2 separate regions of the Dromaius novaehollandiae genome follow, and region 2 is linked to region 1. A link is a contact called in public Hi-C data. All regions are on one chromosome and are shown on one strand. The core of a region is the stretch at or near the end of the contact, and the rest is flanking DNA. Distances in the headings are between cores, read along the strand shown. Region 1 overlaps WWTR1 (WW domain containing transcription regulator 1). Region 2 holds the start of WWTR1 (WW domain containing transcription regulator 1).

Evidence for each region. A called contact is a pair of places that touch in the nucleus more often than the background predicts.
Region 2: a Hi-C map of liver shows a contact between it and region 1, with 3 times the contacts expected there. The contact joins the promoter of WWTR1 here to the enhancer-like site in region 1.

The regions. Positions count from the first base shown.
Region 1 is chr9:786,763-793,235 of bDroNov1.hap1, reverse strand. All of the region lies in intron 2 of WWTR1 (WW domain containing transcription regulator 1), which reads left to right. Among named protein-coding and RNA genes, the nearest start is that of TM4SF4, 41 kb to the right of the region's middle. Within about 2 kb of position 3,910, at least 2 of the 2 cell types and tissues checked have open chromatin away from gene starts, as enhancers often do.
Region 2 is chr9:838,493-844,965 of bDroNov1.hap1, reverse strand. It overlaps WWTR1 (WW domain containing transcription regulator 1), which reads left to right and starts at 3,965. Exons shown (of 6, transcript XM_064516443.1): 1 at 3,965-4,657. The coding sequence starts at 4,254. LOC135329144 (a long non-coding RNA gene) reads right to left here and starts at 4,425. Exons shown (of 5, transcript XR_010390363.1): 1 at 4,308-4,425; 2 at 2,749-2,828.

The DNA.
Region 1 (6,473 bases), core at 2,661-5,160:
GTACGCCTGGGGTGATTCCCAGCGAAAGTCAACTCGCGGTGCTGCGTGACGACGGCGGTGTTTCCACAGCTTTGTGCAGGTGACTCGCAGCAAGGAGGTGGGCGCGAGAGCTGCGGGGCGCGAGTCCGTGGTGCCGGGGACGCCCGCTGCGCACGCGGAGGGGAGGTTCGGGGCCGGGCGCCTCGGAAAGGCAGTGAAAGTGTGGGGGGGGGTGAGGAACCGGGGCGCTCTCATTCGAGCGTTCCCGCTTGAAGCGTGGCATGGTTGTGCCTCATAATTAAGGGCAGAGGGGCAGCAGAGGTACGGGGAGGAGCAGTGCCTTTTCCTCAGCCGGCTGACAGACCTGCAGGAACCAGGCAGACTTTGCGAGGCGCAGTTACTCCAGGTCCTGCCCCGGTGACCAGCTCTGTGCCGAGTCGTGCCCTCAGCTCGGTGGTTTGGGGGGTTTTGGCCCTCTGCCACTCTGTGAAATGCCCTTGAGTTTCTTTGGGAGCGGATAGGGACTTTCAGTCTAACGAGGGGCTGTGGTAGCTGGATTCAGGGAATTCAGGCCGGCTGGACGTCCCCGGTGCTTCCTCCGGTGCCGTCATCTTTGCCGCTCTTCGCTGCTCGTAGTCCAGCATCACTAACAGCAGAAACGGGGTTTCCACCCGGCTTCACCGCTTGGCATTTTCCACTTCTGGCGTGGAAGGAGCTGGGATGCCTCAGCAGCCTTTGCCTGGAGACGTGGCTGCTGGGCGCCAGTGCTCCTGAAAGCTGCTGCCACGTGTGAGCTGGCTGTCGGGGAGGAGGGCCGCGGAGGTGGAGCGGAGGTCCGGAGCAGAGCTGTGTTCGCGTGGATCCCCCACCTCGCGCGTTAGTGCGGAGCCGTCTGCTCCTGCCCCTGTTCTCTCTGGCCTCTTGCTTCCTCGTGGTATGTTGTGGTTGGTAACTTGTCGACTTGATAACTTGTAAATGACTACCTTAGTGTTCGTGGTCTCTTGGCCCAGCTAATCCTGTCTTAAGAAAATGCACCTGGATCGCTCTTAATTCTGAACACTGACGTAACACCTCTTAACCATATGTTCTCTTAGGTTCTGTAAAGATGAATTCATTAATGTGTACATTTGCAGCAGAAATATGAAAATTGTGTGTAGATACTTAAAATTGTAATTCCTGAGTTCTCCGGTCTTCTCATGCTGCGTTTGTATCTGGAGCAGACCGTTTAATCTGCGCCTGTGCTGCTGCTCGTTAACAGTCGTGTGCTGGTGGCATCCTCGTAGGAGCATTGCAGGAAGCCGAGAGCTCGTCCTGAATCGAGGGGCAGCTGCTGCAAGGTGAGCAGCAGTGCTGCGAGCCGGCAAAGGCGAGGGGAGGAAGCTGCACGAGGTCCCACGCACTGCCGAGGACTGGGGCCTTGCAAAATCTGGGGTCGTACCGTCACAGAATAATTCGTGTGGGAGGGGGCCTCAGGCCTTGCCCACCCCTGCTCGAGCGGAGTCAGCTGTGAGAGCGGAGCAGGCTGCCGAGGGCTTAACCTGCCGGGTCCTGGAAGGCTCCACGACCGGTCGGAGGATCCTGGTGCAGTTCTCCTCACGCTTTCACCGGATCGCAGGCTGGCATCGTAAAAAAGCAGGTGCTGTGTCGTGAACGCTAGCTGGTGGAGTTTGGGAATGTGCGATACAAATTTAAGAATAGAGAATAATTTCTGGCAGAGGGAGAAGGGTGCTGCATGCACTTTTGTTTGCACTTCATAATGTCGTTCACCTGATGAGATCCCGTGTAAATACAGAGCATAAGAAAAACAAAACTTCATGGCACATCTGTGGTAGAAGCTAGTAATGTTATCTCCATTTTACAAGTAATTCAGGCATAAATCAGTGGAGATCCTGATTTTAATCTCTTTGGGGTCAGTGTGTGCATTGATCCTAACAGTTCAATCGTATTAACTTGTTTTATTAAACTGCAGACGAAGAGTCATTTGATTTTTCTCTACTGAAGAAGATAAAGCTCCTTCCGTTGGAAGCTCACTCCTTCATCAAGATTTACCAGCAAACGTGAGCCAAGTGATTAGAGGAGGCTAGTTTTAGCAGTTAAATACACTGGATCTAGATGGTGAAAGACATTATGTATTAAACAACAGAACTTAACCTGGAGAGCACCTTATGCTGACAGCTGTTTGTGTTACAGAAATTCATCTGTGAATCTGAAAAGTTTAGCCTTCAGCTGTACTGCTCGGGGTAGTTTAATTGGTTCTGGACACAACTTGGGGTTGTGGTACTTTGCACCTGCTTTCGTTTTTTTAATCAGCCAGGAAATCCAACCAATAAAAAGTTGCAGTAATCCTGTCTAAGAGCAATAAACACATGAACCAAAGTTTCCACATCCTGCCATGATAAAAGAGGTGTAGCTGCTATTGTTTGACGATGATAAAATGCAGTTTTAGCTGCAGTGTCAAAGTGAGCCCCCGGAGATAAGACCACACAAACTCCCAAGGTGTTTAAAAATAGGCAGTATGTGTTTTAGTGATAACTAGCATACATGGAATGGTCTAGACTTTGTGAGACTTGGTTTGCTTTGGCTGGAATTTTGGGTAGAAATACATAATACTGAGAGGGACACATTTTTCCCCACCTGTAACCCATATCCACACACCACTTGCACAGTGGATAGGCTTCCTGTTACAGGTCATATTTAATTACTGGATATCCTGAAAGGACCTGACACAGTTCAGATGTGGTCAACGTGAATCATTTTGGGACCTGTTTCTGGTTAATGAAATAAGACTTACAGGAGAGCTGGAACCGGTGGGGAGGATCTGCACGTTCTGTGGGAATGAAGGTTTTACCACACAGCTTTGGGAAAGAATGTATTTTGATTATTTGCAATTAAAACCTCCAAAAAGTGATTTATGAGGTAGACTTCAAATGGAGTAATTTGTTCATGTTTTAAGGGCGGTCAGTATCAGCTGTAGAGACTAACAGGCACTAACTTCAGTAGCAAGTAGATTAAATCCAGGTGTCACCAAGAACACCTTTAGGCCAGCAACTTACTGTCTAGTAAATCTGAAATATTAAAGGTCGATGTGTTCAAAAGAGATGTTGGTATTTTTTCAAAATCCGGTGATTTTTAATTGCAAAGAAGTTCCTGTTGGTGTAAGCATTTCCCTTCAAGGTTAACAACCGAGCATGTGCTAGCCCGAGAGTGGAATGTCATTTGCATAGTTTCCAAGTGAATGAAATGCAAAAGCTAAAGACTCCACAAGACAATTAAAAGTAAACAACATATAATAATTATTTTAAATAATAATGGTCATCAGTAATTGGTCATTAGCATTTAAGCTGTTGCTCCTTTCAGGCAGCCCCCACTGTAGTTTGTTCATTGTTGTTTATTCAGTTCTTAAATTAATATTCTTAAAAGGAAGAGATCTAAGTGCCTGCAGAGTAAATCTCTAATCTTTTAAACAATTTTCTGCTAATTCAGAGCTTTGATGCTGCACCTGCAGGGTTGGGTTTTTTTTTTTTTTAGGCTTGAAGCATTGAAGACAGGAAACTTTAGTTAAATGTGCATATCGTAGAACTTACCAGTTGAAACTGTTGAGAAATCTCTGTATAGCTATTTTCAGCCTAGAAATCTGAATAAAGGACTCTCTGTGCACTGGGATAGTACAACTTTTTGGTTTAATGCTTTACAGATTTTTGGAACAAAATGCACCCGAACTGAAAAGCAGCATTTTTTGCTGACCTCGTTGGAAGGCTAATGCTGTTTCTGGGAAATAAGTGAAACAAGCAGTTCTTTGTTGGCAGAAGCAGAGAGAGAGAAGGAGGGGAGCCTAGTCCTTTTTTCTTCACAATGTCGTGACTAAGTCAAAACTGTAATATGGCTGGGTTTTTTGTTTTTTTAAAAACCTCTGTAGACATGTGTTTTTCATCAGACTGTGCTGCGTGACACCTGATGCTGGCCAGTTCCTACGGATTAGGCACTGCCCTGCCTATAGGCAGAGTAGAGAAAAAGACCCACAGCTGCACCCAGGCACTTCTGATGCTAAAATAATAAAAGCTGGTACTATCAGTTCAGCACATATGTCAGAAACAATTTACACCTGCCTGTTCTGGCTTCTGCAACTCGCAGATCCTCTTGCCCACAGAGTAATCCTTGCTTAGTGTATATCCAGCAAAGCAATCAACAGAAAGGTCTCCTACGATATCAGAAAGCCTAATTCACTAGAATATTATTACTTTAAAAATAAAGAAAAGCAGTAAAAAATTCATTCATTGCTTGTCTAACTGTTAAAAGAAATTTACCTAGGTCCAACTTTAGAGGTGAACTAAATGGTGGTAATTCCATGGACTGTAAAACTGTAATGAGACTGGCTGCATACTCTAGATTTGATCTTAGCTCCACATTTTTACTCACTTTCATTTGAGCTGAAAAATTGTGCAACAGCTGTTCATTGAAGAGTCTTGCTTCATTTTGCAGAACAAATTTGTTTCCTACAAGAGAACTGAATTATAAATGCCGCCTTGAATCTGTCTGCTAGAAGGATGAATGCTTTTCAGTTGCTAAGTCCCATCTTATCTCCTTTACTATACAGAGGTGAGTTTGAGCTTTTGGGGTTTTCCGTTTGTTTGCAGAACCTTAGAAATGTTCCCGGGGGGTGCCGAACCCTGCCTGGTGAATCCGAGCTTACTGGAGATCAGTTGCCTTTTCTCGGTTACCTTTGGACCTCTCAGAAGCAGCCCTCAGGTCTTAAGGTTCACCTGAGAAACAGGCTGAAAAGGGTCGTTAAAGCGTCACCAGTTTGTTGGGCGGGTGTCGCTGAGCTGTGGTTGGCATTCATACCGGGTAGTCTGGCTGGAACGCCAACGGCAGGTTTTTCTTTCCAACCCAAATTCTGTTGTGCTCCTCACAGTATTGAGATATAAATTCGGAATTCAAATATAGATAATAGCAGGCATTGATAAAGTCAAGTAAATATGGTGACGGGTGTGCCGTATGGTTATACCGTAAGGAGCAGACTTTGCAGAGTGCCGCCGTTCTGCGAAGGTGCTCGCTGGAGTCGACGTGAGACTTCCCGAGGGAGCCCGGGGAAGTCAAGGGGACACAGCGATACCGGCTGCGTGCCAGAACAGCCTCACCGTAACGTGTCCAGCTCCGTGGCTCAGTCAGGAGTGGTCAGAGAGAGTCAGTAACAGTTTGGGGTAGTTCCAGGAAAAGTACAGCATCAAACCCAGTTAGGTAAAAGACTTTTCTCAGAGTAAACTTGCATATGTAGCACAGAGATAGTTTTGCATTATTGGGATTCTTTTCATTCCAAATAGTCTATTTAAAGATCCACTGTTCATTTGAAATCTAGCCTGTATCAGCCATATCAAATGTGTTTAAAGGTGTTCCAGGCGGTATATTTATTCCCCTCTGCATTTTTTCATAGCTCTACCTTTAGGAAAAGCTACCTACCTTCTACCCCAAAAGTATATTTCTTTCTTGTTGTTTGAAGAACTTGCAGAGAAAAAAGGGAAAAGCAGTGATAACTCTTGGTCCTGTAAAAACCATATGATCCTACCTTTCCACACCCCTTCTGAGGAGGCTGGATTTCTGCCTGGATGCTGGTTTTTGCCCAAGTAGATTCCCTGGCGGGGTAGGAACTAGCTGGAAACACTAATATGGTGTTGTGCACACACAGAACAAGTGGAGGGGAGTAGGGGGGAGAAAAAAGAGGGAGATCATCTTAGTGATCAGAAGTATTGGCAGAACTGTATTTATATCATACAGATGTGACCATAGCTTTTAATGGCATTGATTCTGTTAAAAAATCCGGAAAGATGCAGGTAGTTATCTATGAAAGCATACTTAATTACCAATTACTGTATAAACTAGAGTTTAATAATAGCAAGAATCAAATATTCTATCGAGACATACTTTTGGAATTGTCCTATTCAGAGTAGTCTTTAATCTGTGTGGATTTGTAAACCTCAATGTCAGTTTTGCTGGCATAGATTTGGTAAAAGTGTATGATGATGTTCAACAAAAAACAGGTCACAAAAAGGGCTTCCAGCAAATCTGAACTTTGGATTTCATTTATTTTGTGGACGGTCCAGCCGTACTAAATATATTATTCCAGGACTAATACGTTGGGAACTTCCATAATTTTTTTTGCCACAGTGAAAAAAGATGATCATATTTTCTGTCATAAGATATCAAGAAGCATACATAGGACCAATGTAAGCAGAGCCTTTGACTTTACAGTGTATAAAGGTGACTTCTATAATAAAGAAGATTTGTTTGGCATGAGGTAGTTTTTCATATGTAGAGAAACACAAATCGTTCACTAGTATTTTTGCTTGTTTCCACGTGTACCTTGGCATAGTCTCCCCGTGCAGTCAGGAAGTTTTAGGTGTTAGACAGCATCTACAGTCTCCTCTCCAGCAGAGAAGCTAGCTCAGCGGTGCTGTGGTGTGTCCAGGTGTCCTCAGGTGTGGCTTTGTTCTTCACCC
Region 2 (6,473 bases), core at 2,716-5,215, 52 kb before region 1:
TCACAGGAGTTGAAACAAGCATCTGGAGTGTGGTAATAGCTGACATGAGTTCAGCTGTTTGCAAACTAGATGCCACAGGTCAGCCCAGATCACTGTTGCAGGCTATTTAAGTGTAATCCGACTGACTTCGTATTGATGTGGATGAGCAGCGTTCATACGGCCCATCCTGCTGGCTGCAGTGTAAGGGGAATAACCTCTGAGACAAACATTGCAATGATTTTTTGGTTAGCACAGCTGTTTCTGAAGTGAATGTCTGAGCAGTCATCTACTATAGTTGTTCACGTAGGTTTCCTGCCAGCAAAATTACATCAACTTATAAAATAACATAAACTAAGCTGACAGGAGCCCTTTTTTTGCTAGCAGACTGTGTCCACACTAGAGGTTTTGTTGGCTTGGAGATGTTGGCTGGAGAGTATATGCTGACATAGCTATTCTGGTGAAACTTTGTAATATACACCAGGTCTTTGTATTAAATAACCCACACCAGAGCTGGCTACAAGAGATATGCTTTGCGTGCATTCTGAAGCACCAAAGTCTAAAATATTTTTAGTTACCTGAAAAAACAAATAGCTATAAAATACACAAAGATACAAATGGAATCTTAAGCATTGATCCATTTGTTAAAAAACAGTATGTTTACCGAGGTGTACCTTTCCAGAAAGAAGTTCCTTGAAAATTAATCATAGAACTATTAGCAGGAGCACAATATGCAAAAAATGTCTAACATTGTCACAAATGCAAATAAAAATTGCTGATTTACATGACAAACTATATGATGGTTTTTAAAGTGTGAATGTGTGTACATATACATTTATATAGTGAAACTTCATGTTACATGTTCACTGTTCCATTTTATTCTTTGTTGTCTAATATTTATTTTGTAGAAATATAAGCTTTATTTTTATTTATGGCTGGTTTTCACTGAAGTATATGAAAGCAGGCAGAGGTAGTTAACAACCACCTCAAGTCTCATTATACACCACATGTCTAAACAAAAGGGAGGAAGTGTGCACACTCTTCTTGGTCTGCACTGTGTAATTGCTAGTCAGTTACCCAGGAAGGAGATTTTTCAAGGGAATCTTGAATGTTTTCTCTTAAGACATCACACATGCATCTTCACCTATAAGGCTTTCTCAGAAAAATGTTAATGTATGCAAGGCTTTCATGTAAAGCAGGGATGCATCTAGATTAAAAATGACAACATATGGTATTGCTTCCTTAAACCATTAGATGCTCATTATCTAAGGGTATGTTTGAAAGTGCCCCTACTCTGATTGCTTGGCTTTCCACTGAAGTGTAGACGCTGCTCTTGAATTTGCTGCTAGAAGACGTACTAAGAGGGTACACTCGAAGAGCTGCACTTTTACAGACCTTTCAGTTGAACAACAGAATTTTCATACTATTCAAAAACAGTTGAACAGCACGTAAAAATGAGATACATTTATGTTATTGTCATATTTTTTTTTACAATGTATGATCCTGTAATTAGAAGAAAAACATCATGAAAGGAGGCATTCTATGTATGTCATATTCGTGGTTATGTTGCTTAATCACTTAATCCAATATGCACTGAAGTGCCATTGTCTTCTTTTGACCTGAATATATTGAACCATTGTCTATAAAGACCGGTGGCCGTGTCATATTTCTACACCTCACGAAGGAAGTTACTTGTTTCTAAAAGAGGAATAATAGCAATAGTACTATGAGAATTTATTCTTATATTTTAATCGCTTTCAGATCAGTGGATGAAACTGCCACATCAAGCGGTAAAATAAAAGGCAGTTTCATTGTGCTGTAAAAAGGGGAGCTGAAATCCTAGTATCTTGCTGAAGAATATGGTTATAGCTGTAACACATACTGCTTAAATTTAGAACAGATGGGTATATACTTACTCATGAGCTGCAATACTGTCTCATGGAAGTGATCTAATTAATTTAGATGAGATGTCAGCATGAATGAGATTATCAGAGCCTTGCCTTTAATTGGCATGTCGTTTGGAAAGGAATGTAATAGGTAGATGGGTTAGATGGGTGTGTCTTTACCGAAGGGTACAGAGGCCTGGAGGAAGCATAAAAGCCTTTGTAAAGGCTCTATGAAAAAGCACTCATGTTCAGATCATTATCTAAACAATAGCCACACACACACACACACACAGAGAGTCATCTAATATGCAAGGATTTTAAACAAGGAAACTGCAAAAAAAATTATATGTAATATCTGCAAAACCCTGAAGCAGGTGCTGTAATTAGCACAGCTGTCTGAGCTAGTAAAAATGCTAGCAAGTGACCTCGTAAGGAAGTAGTAGAAGAATGGTACAAAAGATAGCAGGGAAAATTCTCAGGGAAGGGAAGCGTAAACAAGTCTCAGGAGTACTGTGTTTCCTGATCCGAAATACAGCAGATGTGGCAAAAAATACACGAAGGAGATCTGCCTAGCCAGTGGAACAGGAAGTGTAAGGAAAAATAAACAAATGACAGCATACTTGTTGAAGCAAGGAAATCAGGAAATGCACAAGCAAGAGCAACTCCTGTCTCCTAGACCTAAGTCTAACACAGAACCCATGTACAGACTTAAACTGTGAATCTCGGAATCTACAGTGCTAACCCAAAATGTAACGCTAATCAAGGGACAAGGACTGTTCAGGAGACAGGTCCTAGTTTCAAGTTGGAGAAGCCAAATGAAGTTCAGAATAGGTCATGTTTCTTCCTAAGGCAAGAAATAAGCAACAGATGAGAAAAAATGAGTTACCTGAGACTTTTCTAACGTAGATTCTGGTTAGTGAGGAGGATGTATTCTGATCAATCAGCACAGCCTGCAGTCTGTCCAAACTGCAGAAATAAAATGAAGAAACATATTACTAAAATAAGGATGTGTTTGTATTTTGAATGTGTAATATCTGTATGTATACAGCCACAAAGACACTGCATGCTTCCCACAGTAAAAAGCAATCTCTAAGTTGGGAAGTGAACAGTATTATTCCTTACAGATGGAGCTAGTGAATTTTAGCAAATTTGGGATCACAACAGCACCATTCATAACTCATTCCAAGTGACCCCCCCCCCCAATTTTCCATGTGATTACAAAAGATTTAAAAGGAACTGAATTTGCATGAATTAAGTTTAACTTATAGAGAGCCACAGGAACACACTCTGGTGACAGCTATGGTTTCTAGTTTAGGCTAAAGGGAAGGCACGTGACTGCAGACAGGAGGTCAGGGCAGATCCAAAAAATACTGGGGCTGTATTTGAAATACCACCTGTGGGTGGCAAGTCGTGGAGAGCCACGATAAGGCTCTGTACTAAACTCCCACCAGTCCAGGAAGGGCTGAGCCCTTTCCCGAGCACCACAAGAGAGCTGCAGCCCACGTTAGCGTGCTCGTTTCCTTCCTTTCCCCCATTACGGGGCCCTCATGGCCACGGGATCACTACATTGTGCCGTGGAAATGCTGTGATACGTGCAGGAAGCATCACTGTGCTTCCAAAAGTTAATGACATTATCTCCGAGTTCCCTGAAAAACGGTTTAAACCCAAAGCTAATTACGCGGGCAGAAATCCTCTCAGCGGTGTCAGCAGAGAAAACGCCCCGGGCTCCCGAGCGGCCCCGCGACCCCCGGGCCCGGCAGGAAGGCGCCGAGGCCGAGGCTGAGGCTGAGGCCGCCCCGCTCGGCTCGGCTCGGCTCGGCTCGGCTCGGCGGGCCGGGACAGGCCGCAGCGGCCGCTTCGCGCCCGGGGCGCCGTGAGGCGAGGGGAGGCGAGGGGAGGCGAGGGGAGGCGAGGCGCGCGCAGGCCGCGGGCGCGCAGCGCTCTGAGGGGAGACACCCGCCTCCCCCCCCCCGCGCGGGGAGGGCTGTGAGGGGAAGCCGCCCCCCCCGCCCGGCTCGCAGAGCCCCGCACCGCCCGCGGCGGCTCCCAAGTTTCCGTGGCAGTTGCATAACTGCGGGCGGGGCGGGGCGGGGCGGAGCGGGGCGGGGCGGGGGCGGCCGGCGCGGCCCGGCCCTCGGCCCGCCGCTGCCCGGCGCGGCGCGGCGCGGCCCGGGGGAGGGCGCCGCGCTGCCCGGGGCTGACCCGCCCGCCCCTGCGCCGGGACACGGCGCTGCCGGCGGGCGCGGAGGCACTGCCCGCTCCGCCCGCTCCGCCAGAGCGGCACTGCTCCCGGGCACCGACGGCGCGTCCTCGGCGGCGGCCCCGGCCCCGGCCCCGGCCCCGGCCCCGGCAGCGCCCGCGCCCGCCACCGCCGCGGCGGAGGGGGGGACGATGAACCCCGCGCCGCCGCCGCCGGGGCAGCAGGTGATCCACGTCACGCAGGACCTGGACACGGAGCTGGAGGCGCTGTTCAACGCCGTCATGAACCCCCGGCCCAGCTCCTGGAGGAAGAAGATCCTGCCCGAGTCCTTCTTCAGGGAGCCCGACTCGGGCGCGCACTCGCGGCAGTCCAGCACGGACTCGGGCGGCCCGCCGCCCCGGCCCGCCGCCGCGCAGCACGTCCGCTCCCACTCCTCGCCCGCCTCGCTGGTGGGCGCGGGCGCGGCGGCGGGCGGGGGGGCCGCTCCGCAGCACGCGCACCTGCGGCAGCGCTCCTACGACGTGACGGACGAGCTGCCGCTGCCGCCCGGCTGGGAGATGGCGCTCACGCACACGGGGCAGCGCTACTTCCTCAAGTGAGTGGCGGCCCCGCCGCGACGGGGACGGGGACGGGGACGGGGGGGGGGGGGACACGGGGCGGCGGTTCCACGGCCCACGGCGGGGCGGCCCGGAGCGGAGCGGAGCGGAGCGGCGGGCCTGGAGACCCCTCAGGGTTGTCACTGGCCGCGGTGGCGGGCGGGGGGCAGCATGCCTGGCTTGGGGTCCGTCCCCGCGCTGCGGGCGCCGGGTGGGTTGAGCGGCCCGTGCCCGTGCCCGTGCCCGTGCCGCGCTGGCAGGCACTCAGCAGCGCGGGGTCTGCTCGCGGAGCCTCCGCCTGAGCGCGGCGAGGGAGCGCGGGGCGTCGTTGACCCCCTCCCGGGGAGAGGAGAGTCAGCAGTACTGGCAGTTCGTGTTCAGCCGTCTGTGACGCTTCCTGCTTAGAAAAACCGGCGAGTGCGCGGTTCGCCGCACTTCGTAACGCTTTTGTTGCCGCCGGGCTTTGGGCTCCGCGGGGAGCGGTTGGGGCTGTGCCGCGCGTGCGGGCCGCAGCAGAGCGCGCAGCCCCTTCCCCTTGGCCGGCCCTTGCCGCCCTGCGCGGGCACCCGCCGGGGCTCCGCCTCGCCGCCTGCCCGCCGCCCCGCTCGGCGGCCCGAGCCGGGGGACTGGTTGCGCCGCGCCGCCGTCGCGGGGGCGGGCGGGGCGGGGAAGAGGAGGCCGGTGGGAGCAGTGTACCGCCACGCGCGGACACGCGTTGCCCGCGGCTGCTTGCCGGGGCTTGGCCGGTGGGAGTTTGCAGGCTGGCTGAAAACGACGTGGCGTGACTTTTGCCTGCCAGTTGGCTTTTGGTTAGTATCAGAACGAGCCCCGTGGCTTCAGCGTTACCGTCACGCATTTCTGACATAGCGGCCTTTCCCTCTCACCAGGCTCTGGTGGATTCTTGTCGCTTGGGCCAAAAACGTGGGTCTCCTATTCAAAGAGCTGCGGGTAGAACCCAGAAGTGTCTCTTATATTTTTCCCAAATCACATCAACAATAATAAAATCACTGAAAGTTCTGAGAAACTTTTATTTTGTGAATCTAGTTTTATTCTGCTTTTTTAATGTCTCGTAAAAGTAGTGTATTCTGATTAACAATATGCTTTTTTATATAAAACACAGTCTTCATTGTGTGTGCAATTTGTTACCTAAAGCAGTCTGTTTTGTTTATCCAGTTTTAGTTATCCCACAGAACTTTTTTTAAAATTTCTGTAATAACTAAGTGGAATAAATTATTTCCTTATTACTCAGTAATATTTTTTGGAGGTACTACTCAGCTATAAAATGATCATATATGAATTATAATATTTTGCTGTGATGTAACTTTTTCAGGTGAAAATAGCATTTTCTACAGAAATTTAATATTGTTCATGGAAAGCAGCATTTAAAACTATGTAAAATAATATGAAGTGTTTAAGTCAGATGATTCATTTAAAAACGCTGGTTGGTCAAACCTGGCCTGTAAGGTCACATTTATGTCTATCTGAGGGCTGCCTGTCAAAAAAGGCACTGTTTCTTTTCATCTTAATGCTAGGTGCATGTGCACAGTCACTGGCAAAAGAAAATCGAGAAGGAGGTGGAGAGCAAATAGCAAAAAACTAAATGGTATTAAAGCCTTTATGAGCTGTAGAGGTTTAAAACGCAGTTTGTTTTATTTAAATGTATTGCCAGGAGTTACTAAACGAAAGTAGTGATGGGGCTCGCAGTGGGCGTGCGTTAGCCTCGCTGACCAGGAACCAGCCATAACTTGCAGGAATCACGTCTCGCATGTCAGTTCCTGCAGAAGTTTTCTGGCTGTGACTGGAAGAAACATAAGT